Regions from separate parts of the Acanthopagrus latus genome. Here region 2 is linked to region 1. Evidence: chromatin contacts called from public Hi-C data. All regions are on one chromosome and are shown on one strand. Each heading gives the region's core, a stretch centred on a gene start, on an enhancer-like site or on the middle of the called end of the contact. The rest is flanking DNA. Distances are from core to core; before and after follow the strand shown. Region 1 holds the start of LOC119025964 (claudin-10-like). Region 2 holds the start of LOC119025462 (muscleblind-like protein 2a).

The links. A called contact is a pair of places that touch in the nucleus more often than the background predicts.
Region 2: a contact with region 1 is called in a Hi-C map of liver, with 2.8 times the contacts expected there. The contact joins the promoter of LOC119025462 here to the promoter of LOC119025964 in region 1.

The regions. Positions count from the first base shown.
Region 1 is chr9:13,739,720-13,745,598 of fAcaLat1.1, reverse strand. LOC119025964 (claudin-10-like) reads right to left here and starts at 3,404. Exons shown (of 5, transcript XM_037110013.1): 1 at 2,834-3,404; 2 at 2,580-2,741; 3 at 2,421-2,502; 4 at 2,227-2,331; 5 at 1,761-2,122. The coding sequence starts at 3,062. The coding sequence ends at 1,966.
Region 2 is chr9:13,892,295-13,898,626 of fAcaLat1.1, reverse strand. It overlaps LOC119025462 (muscleblind-like protein 2a), which reads right to left and starts at 4,652. Exons shown (of 9, transcript XM_037109031.1): 1 at 4,187-4,652.

The DNA of each region.
Region 1 (5,879 bases), core at 2,155-4,654:
GGCTCTCAATTTGATATCTTGTTGATGTATAAACAGTAGCCAGCACTTTTCAATATGCTTATGTGCAGTAGTAACGTTGGTACCAAGAAATAATGTGGGTAAAAACATTCATCATTCAACATCAGTCACAGTCAGTTACACACACCAACATGTGCTTGGTTTATGTTCACCATAACCAATCAATATGAAACACTGCTATGATAAGAATTCCCTCATTGTTTTAACTTGATATCTTAATATCAAAGTACTGTTGTTCCTCTGACAGAAACTTCCTCCCTCCACCACAAGCACCGAACCTGGGGCAACAGAACCTTCTAAATAGCTGCCCCCTCCCTCTGGAACTCCCTCCCCAAACACATCAGTGACTGTACAGACCTTAATGTCTTCAAAACACTCACCAAAACTCACCCTTTTAAAATTGCTTTTGATGTATAACTTGTCTCTTTCTTTATAGTTTTAGCATGTTGTTTTTATATGTCGGCTTGTTAACCTATAAACTGTCTTTGTGTACCCTGAAAAGCGCTATATAAATTAAATGTATTATCATTGTTAATGAAAGTCTCAGTTTTACATTTAAGTAATGTGCCAATCCTTCCCATTACCTCCTATGGAGAGCAGATCCAAAGTCCGGTGACCTTTGTCGTCATTGTAATGAAAATAAACATGCAGTTGACATAGTGAAACATAGTGTAACACATAGAGAATCAATAATCTGATTTTTTTTTAAAAACCCTAGCAAACCTAAAACGTTTGGTGCCTTTGCCCCCAAATTAGGTTTAAAACACCTGTTTTCCACTGCTTAGACTTCTACTGCACATTCTCATGGTTTAACGACACCAACTTCCTTAACAGTCCGCCACGATGTGATGTCTTCAACAAATGTCTTGTGTTTGAATGCTTGGTAATACTATGTATTAGTGTGAAGTCCTCCTCTTCCATGCTTATAAGAAGTCCATCTGCAGCTGCGCTAAGTAGGTTGTAACCACTGTGGATGTCAAACTGTGCAATCACATTAATGCATCAACACAACTGGCTGATATCTTTCAAGGTTTGGCAGTGATAACGCATGCGATTCGGCATTGGGGAGAAGGGGCGTACGAACACAATGGTACACGGTCATCTTCAACACTAATTACACATGGCACAGACACACTGCCACAGACTACCCATTTTATTAATCAGTGGACTACCTGGTGTGATTTAATAAATGAGAAACATCTGCTCAACATGCAGAAAGTGTCACTCTGCATGACAACTGTAACACAAATGTTTTGAGAAGAAAAGGATGTAATGCCAGAGATGCCACTGTTTGAGGTGTTTACTGTAAACTGTGCACAGTATCTACCTCGTAAAATGAGGGTAGAGGATCAGTAGAGTAAAACAGCTTAATCTCACGGAAACATGAGACTATTAATGCAAACCTGTTGCCCTGAGATAGGCTGCAATCTCTGAGGAGCACATATGACATATAGTCTATCGACAAAAAAAAAGGAAAACACAAAACTCAGTCAGCTAAGATTCAGTGTCAGTTATTTGCATCTGTTTTATTTTTGATGAAAAACCTTAAAGTTTTTTTTTTCCTATTGCAAATTACAGTTATTTATAATTATTTGGGACATTGCACACAACATTTAGACCAAATGTTTTTGATTTTGCTGTTTGCTAACATGCTATGCTATGCATAATCCTAACATTCAATTCACAGCAATAAAAAAGCATTCAACGATAAAAAAACCCCATAAATTCCCCAACAATGGAACTTGAAAAACATGCTAATATATATATAAAAAAAAATAAAAATCCCAGGATAAGGTCAACTTTAGCTGTCTGTCAAAGAAGAAACACCAAGTTTCATAAGTTCCACTTTTTTGAACCTTTCAGACTTAGTACACAGTACATATTTTTTACCATATATCTTGTATCTTACCAATGGCTTTGACTGAAAATGTTTTATATTCACATCCCTCACACAGTTCCACTCTTATCAAAGTCCTGCATCTCGGAGGAGCTGCTGTAGTCTAGAGACGGTCTCTTTTCTACAGACTGTGCCTGCTCGCTCAAGTAGGAGTAGATATGAGAATGTGAGGCAGCACCTTTGTAGATATAGTTTTCTTGACTGTGGCTGTGAAGAAAACACAGGATAATCATCAAAATGGACTCATACAGAAGGTTATTAACAACAGTTATCTTCTGTATATTTAAGCATATGTGTTACTCATACCTTACCTTTTGGCAAAAGAACCTGTGATGGAGAAGCAGAGCATGCTGCCTCCAACGATACAGAGGATAGACCCTCCCCAGCCAATAAAGAGAGCAGCTCCCAGTTCGTACCTACAGACAAAGACCAATAGTTAATTGTAATTTCTTCTAACTGATGGAGTCATAAAAACCCTCTGGTTATACAGTCTCACAGTTCTTACTTTTGTCCCATGAACTCTGGGTCGAAAAACTCTGTCAGTATCTGGTGTGCGTAAATAGAACATGATGACATTGAGCAGATGCCTGAAAGAAACAGGAAAAACAGAAAGTGAATACACATATACATACACAACTGCACAGACAAAGTACCCTATACTTACCACTAAGAATGAAATTTCCGCCAGCAACGCAGGCAATCCTGGCTTTGTTTTTTCCAGTTCCTCCGATTTTGGTGCATTTCATTCCAATCAGTGCAAATGTAGACCCAAATAAACCCAGACAGACAGCTGAGATCATCAGTCCCCGGCATGCTTGGATGTAGCCTTTTTACATTAAATAGAGAGAGACCAATTTATACATGAAGCAACAAATATAATTAATCACAAGTAAGGCTGATAGTTTAAAAGGAGCTGACCGTCCAGCGCCAGCATCGAAGGAAAGTCTTTGCAGTCGGACACTCCTGTTGAGTCAGTGACACAGTTCTTCCACAGGTTGGAGAAGTAAAGAGGTGTGGTGATAATGACTGTCCCAGCAAGTGAATACACCCTCCAGTACTCCAGCGGCAGGGTGGATGTCACTAGTGCCCACCCAGAAGTGGTGAAAATAAAGGCCAAGATCTCCTGATACATTATCTTGCTTTTCATACTGCAGGGATGACTCCTCCACACTGTCTTGTGATGAGCGATAAAGCTGGTGACACCTAAATTGTATCAGTGGCTCCGTACAAGTATGTTAAATAGTTAGACTATGAATGATAGGTCATGTGTTGTTGACTATTATATTCTGGAGGGAGGAGTCTGGCCCCGAAAAAAGAGAAACTTATTATCTTCAGCTGGATGTGGGTAAATAATAGAAATGCTGAAATTAAAACAGTTCCTTGGAACAGCTTTTCACCTCACGTTACCCTGCCGAAACTGTAAATAAGGTCCCCAGCAAGTAACACCCTGTCAACACTGGCTGGGCCTGACAGACACAAGATTGTTGACACAGACAACCCACACCATTTAATGTCTGTGACATATTTTAAACATATATAGAGAGTTAAACTGTCGTGAAACGCTGGTATGATGTCGATATGACTTTTTCTGTGTCCATACTCCTGTACACCTCTAAAAACCAGGGTGGGGTGCTGACCCTCATCTACTGTTGGTAACACAAGTACCTCATACGGCCCCTTTAAACCACCCCTTTTCATTTATCCAGCCTTTTACAATGATGTCGAGAGCACAAATGACAAATGAAACAGAATAGGTGCAAAAGTGTGGTAACAAACAGAAACAATGAACATTATCACAGCGAATAAACAATGGAAATAAAAATGATAACAGATAACAAGAACTATGACAGAATACACATGAAATAGAAAAAAAGTGCATGAAAATGATAAGGCAGGGCCATACACCTTTACGGGGCGGCTGTAGCTCAGGACGGTAATCAGAAGGTTGTTGGTTCAAATCCCCCCAGCCGCATGTCAAAGTGTCCTTGAGCACGATATTGAACCTCAAATTGCTCCCGATGAGCAGTTGGCACCTTGCATGGCAGCCTCCGCCATCAGTGTATGAATGGATGAGTTGTAAAGATAAATAGATGGCTTCAATGATCTGTTTCCCTCAGGACACAGGAAAGTAGTTCTGTTTCTGTGTAAATAACCATTTTTTGTCTAAGGTTGCTAAGAAGTGCTTTAATATGAAATTATAATGCAAGTTTCTGATCCAACCAGATATCCAAATATTTGTATTCAGGAACTCCTGTTGGCGTGGTAACATGCAGACCAATGCCTTCTGACTCTTAATAATATCATGAATTGCGTTTTGTTTGCATTGAGGGCAAATTTCAGGTATAAAAAACATAAAAATATTGCAATATTGAGAATATTATAGTTTGTCAAAAGGTTGCTGGAGAATTGTAATGGCTTTATGTGCAGTTATAACGCAGCAGCACAGAACTGTATCATCAACATAAAGATGGTTGTTACAATTTGTTGTAGAGAATGTGGTAGTGTTACTGTAGATTGTGAACAAGACAGGACTCAGTATTGAACCTTGCAGAGCACTTTTTGACAATGGTAAAAACACAGTACAATCCATTCCTACAGTCACACCTCATCCCAGAGGAAACAAAAGTTGGAGAAGAGATCTCAGTAGTGTCTCATTCATTTCTTCTAGACAACTGTGAGTTCTATGTGAGACCAAAGTGAGGCTGTGGCTGATTTCTCCTGTTGCTCAATTGTTTCTCTTGAGAAACAGGTGCACAAAATCTCAACTTGGGCTCCCTGTAAGTTTCAAAGGAGAACTCATCGAGCTCTCAGTGAAGTCTCTGGTTGTCTCAACTCTTGTGTCTCTTTTTGATCTCAGAGACATCACAGAGCTCTCTTTATGAAATCGATCTACTCTCATTCCACTCTCCTCAATTCATGTATCTCAGGTTGATCAATCTCAGAAAGAAATGTCCAGCAGGAACATTTTAAAAAAGAGATAGCCAAGTGACTGCACTACCCGCTGAAGGTGATATCAGCCAGACCCTGGCTCACCTAAGGATGACCAAAATGGTAATGCACAGTTTTTAATTTTTAAAACCAGTGTTTCGCAGCAGAAAACAACTACTACAAAAAACTACCAGGTGGAAACCTGGATGAAAGCACAGTTGTGTGCAAATTGTACAAAAAAGAATTTGCATATCATCGGAGCACTTCCAGCCTACCACCTCAATGCCAAACATGTTGCAGCTAGCACAGAGAACGCTCCTAGTTCGAGCAAGCACCGCCCCCAATCTACACTTGACAAGATGACAGGGTTCAGAGCCAAGATGAGTAAGTCCACGACTGACAAGTTAATAAACACACTGGCGAAGTGGATTGGAGTGGACTGCTGGTCATTCTCGGTGGCAGAAGATCAGGGGCTAGAAGCGGTGCAACAGATAGCGTTGTCTGACCCAACTTATGAACTGCCATGCAGAAAGACAATTTCAAACTAAATTCATCAGCTTTATAACACTGGAAAGCAAGCAAAAGTAGATTTATTGGAGAAAGCCGAATGTGTTGCTGTGACTGGGGATCATTGTAACTCGGAAAGCAATACAAATTAAGTCCATTTAAATTGAAAAATGTTGCTTCTCGTGTCAAATATCAAATAAGTGCAATGCAAAGAGTGGACATGGACTTTCCTCTCAATAACAATGCAGTAATTTGTTTATATTTGACAGTTTGCTATTATGGTATGTTAAGGGAATTTATTCATTATCTGGGCTTTCTGTCATTCTTGCAGGTACATCATGCACTATGGCACACGGGATGTATGGACATGGGTTGAGAAGGCATTTGGTGAGGAGACCATGGTCAAGTAAGTCCTCAAACAAAAGTACTGCTAAAAGATTAAAGCAATGAAATGCTCTGCATTGTTGTGCAGCTGTGTGGAACACTGCTAGACACTTCTTTAAGAAGTTTCACTGAGAAGAGACACATT
Region 2 (6,332 bases), core at 3,403-5,902, 150 kb before region 1:
CAGCTGGCACATTTAGAGCAACCATAGATTATTTTTGAACACTCACAGCATCTCATGTAATTTTGTCTATTCTCTGGAGACTGCTCATTCTCTAGAGTCATCTGTTCTTTCGCAGTTTAAAGCAGAAAGCAGATTAGGTCAAACAATAACAAATGTGATCTTGTGTAATTAGTCAAGTTATATTTAGTCATAACAGACTCTCAAGAGACTAATCATTTAGTCATTTTTTAAGGTCTAAGCTTCCCATGTGTGAGCATTTACTGCTCTGATCTCTTTTAAACTAAAAGTCTTTGGTTGCACTGTTGCTTGCACAAAATCACCATGGGTGCCAAGACATTGTAGTGAACATTTTTAATCCTTTGTGACATTTTGTCCACTAAACAAATTATCAGTTAATCAGGAAAATAACTGAATTACTCAACAATGTAAACAGTCATTAGTTTCAGCTCTAAACTGAAAACTTGACAAGCAAAACATCCCCAGCAAACTGAATACATTTTAGAGAAGTCAGAGTTTGTCGACCAAAGCAGAATTTTAACTTCACTAACAAGCTACTAAATGACTCTGAGTAGAGCACATACCTCTGCCAAGACCAAAGAGTCCCTTTTCAGTCAATCAAACCTAATTCAATACCAAAGTCGACAGCCCTCTAAATTTTAACCCACCCGTAACTGCTTAACCATGGTTTTGCTGACCAGATCTTAGATCTGCATCATATTGTGCTTGCTCATAGATACCAGCCACCTAAATAGGCTTGATTCTCTCCATCAAGATCCATTATTCCCTGTGAAATTACATGTACAAAAAAGCTGGCAATGTTGGAGAAAGTGTGAAAACATTCCTGGATCCATCTCTTTATCAGGATCCACACCAGAAGTTAATGGGGTCTATTCTAGGCTGAGACACATCATCAACCCAGGTTTCTTGGAAATCTGTTCAGATGTTTTTTTGTCATCTTGTGGACAAACCTCCCGATTGACCAATAGACTGACATCGGTGAAAACATAATCGCCTTCAGAGATGTAATTATGATAGTAAGACAATAACCTCCTCTATCAAGCCTGCATTAACAGCTGTCATCAAGTCACAAACTACACTATTTCCTCAAAGGACTCAAATGGAGCATAGCAATGATCATACAGCTTAATAAACACATGCATTTATAATTAAAAAAATACTAAACATACAGTAGCATGGCCAGTTTACCTCAACCAGATATTTTGTCCTTGTTTTGTGGGCACATGCATCCACCGCAAATTAAAATCCAGTGCTCTGACTAGATCACTTTTTATGTGTGCGCCAAAGCATGTTGATCTCTCTCAGTCCATCTGCCTGTCTTCGCTCCTATGTCTGACATATGTCTCCAGATGTGTACCTAGATTTTTTTTTCCAACCTTATGTTGCTAATGGTAGCTCATTAGTACAGGATACAGATTCTCATTATTTCCACTGACCATTCTAAAATTTACATATGCAGTATCAAGTCTGCACACTTCACATTTGATTTATGTATGCCAATTTTTCCTCAAGAGATGTGAAAGTATGTCACAGACACAGACAAACAGCTGTTGGGCTGGTATGAGATGTGTAGCTTGGTGGTGTCATGGTAATTGGTCAATTAATAACAGAACACAATCATTTCTTAAGTTGAAATCCACTGAACCATAAGATGCATGTTATGCTAATGATGCATTCGTAGCACATTATGTTGATAAGTATCCACCACAGCAGACTAACAATTAAAAACTGCATTTCATATGACACTCTGTATTGAAATAAATGCTGTGCTTTCTCTCTATATCTAGTATGATCTATTTTCCATTACACTGGGAGCTTTAATTTGCAAATTGATTCTTGAAGAGCACTTAGAGGCAAATTCAGTTATTGAGTTATTTGCCCACTGTAGCATATACATAATTTTAAAAAAGTCAGGGCAAGTCTTAAGCACACATCATGCTGGAAGTCAAAGACAGGACAGGAAAGTCAGACCAGCACACTAAGTGGTTAAACACACAGGAAGTTGATGAGCAGGCACAAAAGCAGTTAACTCTTGACCTGAATAAATCTGTAGGAAAGTCAAAAAGTAACATGATCTAGGAATCAACTAAGACCAAAATGTAACAGCTTCAGACTGAACTCTCCTGTTGTTAGTCCTGATCTTCTACTGTAACAACCGTTCGGCAATACAGCATGCTATCCCACAGCATACTGCAGCAAATTCCTTTGGACGCAAGTCAGGAAACGGAGCAAAACCTACCTCTCTCACTTCATGCAGCACTAAAGAACTTCAGTCCCCGACCAGGAATCTAGGTTAGAGACAGAGTTTTTGAGCAGCTAACTCGTTGAAATATTGACCTTAACAATGGCTTTTAGCCCTGTCTCTGTCCCACAGATTCAGAAAGAAAAGATTTTCCTTCCAACAGTAAAAACAGACAGCCTGTCCAACTCTAACTGAAACATTTACAGCCACCCCCTTCCTGCCTGAGTGCCTGCCCCTGGAAGACCCTCCCAGTCACAAATTGGCCAATAGAAAAGCAGATGCTGATGCACTGAGTGAGAGCTGGCTGCAAAGCCCGGAGCACGACACTGTGTGCAGTTGACCCTTTATCTATGAATACAATTTGACTTAATTCAACATTTGATCTTGCCTCCAGAATTTATTACTACAATCATGAGCAAGTACAGACTTAAGAAATGATGTATCTATCACTGTGACAACCTTCTTTACCAATATGAGCATGTAAAGAAAGTAGCAAATCAGTGCACGTCCTGAACATGTTTTCGGAATAAGAAATACTTAATTACAGTTACAGTTGCTCTATGTAGAATAGAAATGTCACACTATAGAACTTACAAATATTTGCATTCAAACTTTATAAATATAAATACTACTAAAGAAAGCAACTTAAAGATATGTAAATTGTAGCATACTATGACTATAGTGTAGGTAATATAATAGTTATAAAGTTATATTGCAATATGTAATAATTGATATGAGTGAACAGTATAAATAAATGCTACTTAAATGCTACAAACAACAGTAGAATATCAAATATGATACTGCACAGAATAAAAACTAGGAGAGCAGAAATAAACTGTACAAAAAATGTAACTGATGTGAGAATTGCACTGTTTGATTATAGATAGATAGATTATAGATTATAGATTATTGTCATGTTACATCATGGGATATAATAAACAATGCCCCACAATTTTACATAGTAACTGCAAATGTAGGCTTTTTTTCATAATCTCCCTTTGTCATTATTATTTGGCATCCCTTGGTTTGGTTTGTGAGTATGGCTGGAATTTGAATTTTGATATCAGAGTACATCCAAGCTTTTCTTTCCAACTCACCATACAAAATATTATGGCATTTAATGAGATACTTTTCTGAAGCCATTATTCTCAAAAGTCCCCTATTCTGCAGCTTCTTCAGCTTTTGTGACTTGTCATTCAAAGTGGGTTTTTATGTGAAATCCAGCATGACAGCTCCTAAGACTGACAGGGTAAACAGTCAAAATTGATTTAGAGTGTTTCAATGTACAACAGAAAATGCTACTGCAGGAAAATATGATGACATGGCAGTATGATGACATATTTAGCCAAAGCAGTTAATCTAATACTTCATCGCTGCTTTCTCAGCACAGATGGTAAACTCATGTTGCACAGCTTATGTTAGTGATAAGGGTGAATAGAGGCACACATATTGTAGGTACACACAGCCTGTCGTAACACAACTTGGAAGCATATTGTGTGCTGTGGTAATTCTGTTTAAAGCCCCTACAAACTACTTGAGATAGTTAATAAAAGGTCGTTATCTATTTTTTCATTAAAGGTGACATGTGAATTTCTCTTGTCTGACAATGGCTGAATCGCCCTTACAGTAGTTACTGTATGTACAGTTATGTTTTAACTCCAAACAGCAGATAATACAGCAGGACTACAGTGACAGTCAACACCTGACACCATCGTGTGCCATACTGCCTCATATGCACGTTTTGCTACTAGCATAGTTAAGTATCGGATATGCACTCTCATCCTAGGCTACTTTAGCTAGCTAATCACAAACACTTAGCTAGCGAGCTAGAGCCACAGCTGTCATGCGGCTAACATTACGACATGAACGTTAACATTTATTAGCTTACGCTAGCCTCACTGTTAGCCGAGGAGAGCACCTACTTACCTCATCATCACGGATGAACCGCTACCTTGAGGAATCACGCACCAGCAGCAGCAAGGGCAGACGACACAGCGGTCCAACTGAACTGAGGGGGGGGGGACAACAAGATGTCAAGTGGTCGCGAAATGTCTCGCTCAAAAAACCCGTTTAAGTCACGCTCTGTTCGTAGAACTATAGCTTGTTATTTCGCCCATCTATCCGACCTCATTTCATCCTTACTTTGTAGCGCTGCACAGATTTAAGCAACAAGCTTTTGACAGCTTACTGTACGACCGTCAGGTTACTGTGAGGAGGGGTGTCCCGGTGTGCGCTGTGCCCGAAGACCGACTAGGAAATTGAGTGTGCGACATTCAAAATGAAGACACTACATTTGAATGTTACTTCAAAATATAAATATATAAAATAATCTATAACGTAATCAATTGCAGGCAGAAATAGGTCGTTCTATAACTCGGAGCTTCTTCGTTCCCCCTACGACCGCAAAGTGGTACGATCCACACGAATGCCAGTAGGCTAAAAGGGCAAGGGTTTGCTTGTTACCAAGGGAACAGCAATAAAACCATGTGAGTTTTTCTGGATTAGTTTAATGAGAACACGCTTTCACGCGCAAACGTAAACATCCAGTTAACGTGTAAAGTGTATCGATAGTGCGTAATCAGTATTAAGACCAGTCATCTGCATTTTTTCCTGAAGAGTGATGTAGCAAGTGAGTTTGTATAAGAAACAATGACAGGCATAATGGAAGACTTTTTGGTAACACAATGTAACGAAAATGTGAGTTTTAAGGAACAGATCGGGAGCGACTCGATAATCAATGAATTGTTCATGAGTCGTTGCTGAATAACTGTGATTTAAGGACTGTAGGCAACAGTAGATGATGAGTTACTAAACAACAGATTGGGGGATGCTTTATTAATCAGTAGTTAATGATTAGTTCATAAATATCTTTGAGGAGACATATTGAGCATTTTCATCATTCGTTGTCCTTAATAGCTGAGAGAGTTACCAAGTGGACTCATTAATGAGTAATTACTCAGTCATTAGTCACTGTTTCTGTGTACTTTCACAAGTCACATTTAACCATTATGTATTGATACATTAATATAGTATCTCCCATTCTGTGATCATTATCTGTTATGCTGTCCTTGAATCAGTTATTCAGAGATTACTTATTAAGGATTCAGTAATCATCAAGTCGTTCCAACTCACATATCTCTGTACCATATTGAGTGTCACTTTTTTTTTAAAGCATCATCATGAAAAACACTGGATTTGTACAGTTGGAATAAGAAGCAAAACTGTAGCTTAGAAATAGTAGCTGGAAGCCTTCGCTGAAATGTGCACTTCAGGGAGGTGCTCAGTGTGGGTAGAGTCAAATGTTTGACTACCCACAACAAGCAGACATAACTGAAGACACATATTGAATGCAAAGGAAGTTAACTACATCTTTGAAGGTTAAATAATGTTGCACCTGTATTTCTTTATATGCAGTTATTATATTCAAATTGTTTGTTCAGCATGTTTACACAGGCTGAAGTGTTCATAATGGAGGGCTGTTTGCAATACTGATGAATATGCTGATGGGCTTCCATCATCAGGTGGTGCTTTTCAGTCTAGCAAGTTATAAAGAAGAGGTAGCAGAGAAAGAACAATTTCTTTTGTTTTCTTTTTTTAATTTGGTGTATGATTTTGTTCATAGAGACTTAATACACACTGTGCTGACTCTTGCAGTTCGAGGTCAAACTGGTCCATTTTCATCCAGCGAAAAATATATAGCAATATAAATAGATATAGAAATAGAAAGTGTTGCTTAAAGGCTGTTAAAGAAGGTAAAAATGGGACGGCTGTGGCTGTGCATGTCACAGTGTCCTTGGGCAAGATACTGAACCCCAAACTGCTCCTGCTGTGCTGGTCAGCACCTTGCATGGCAGCCACTGCTATCGGTGTATGAATGTATGAATTACAGTAAGTTGCTTTGTACAAAAAAGTCTGCTAAAATGTAGATGTAATGCATCAAACTCAGTGTATCTTGGTAATATTTATTCAAATGGTTCCGCTTTAAACACATTCTAGGTGTCCTGTAACAGCTTTATACACATTTTTATTGATACCCTACTACTGTTAATGTGTGATGAAAACATCAAAGATG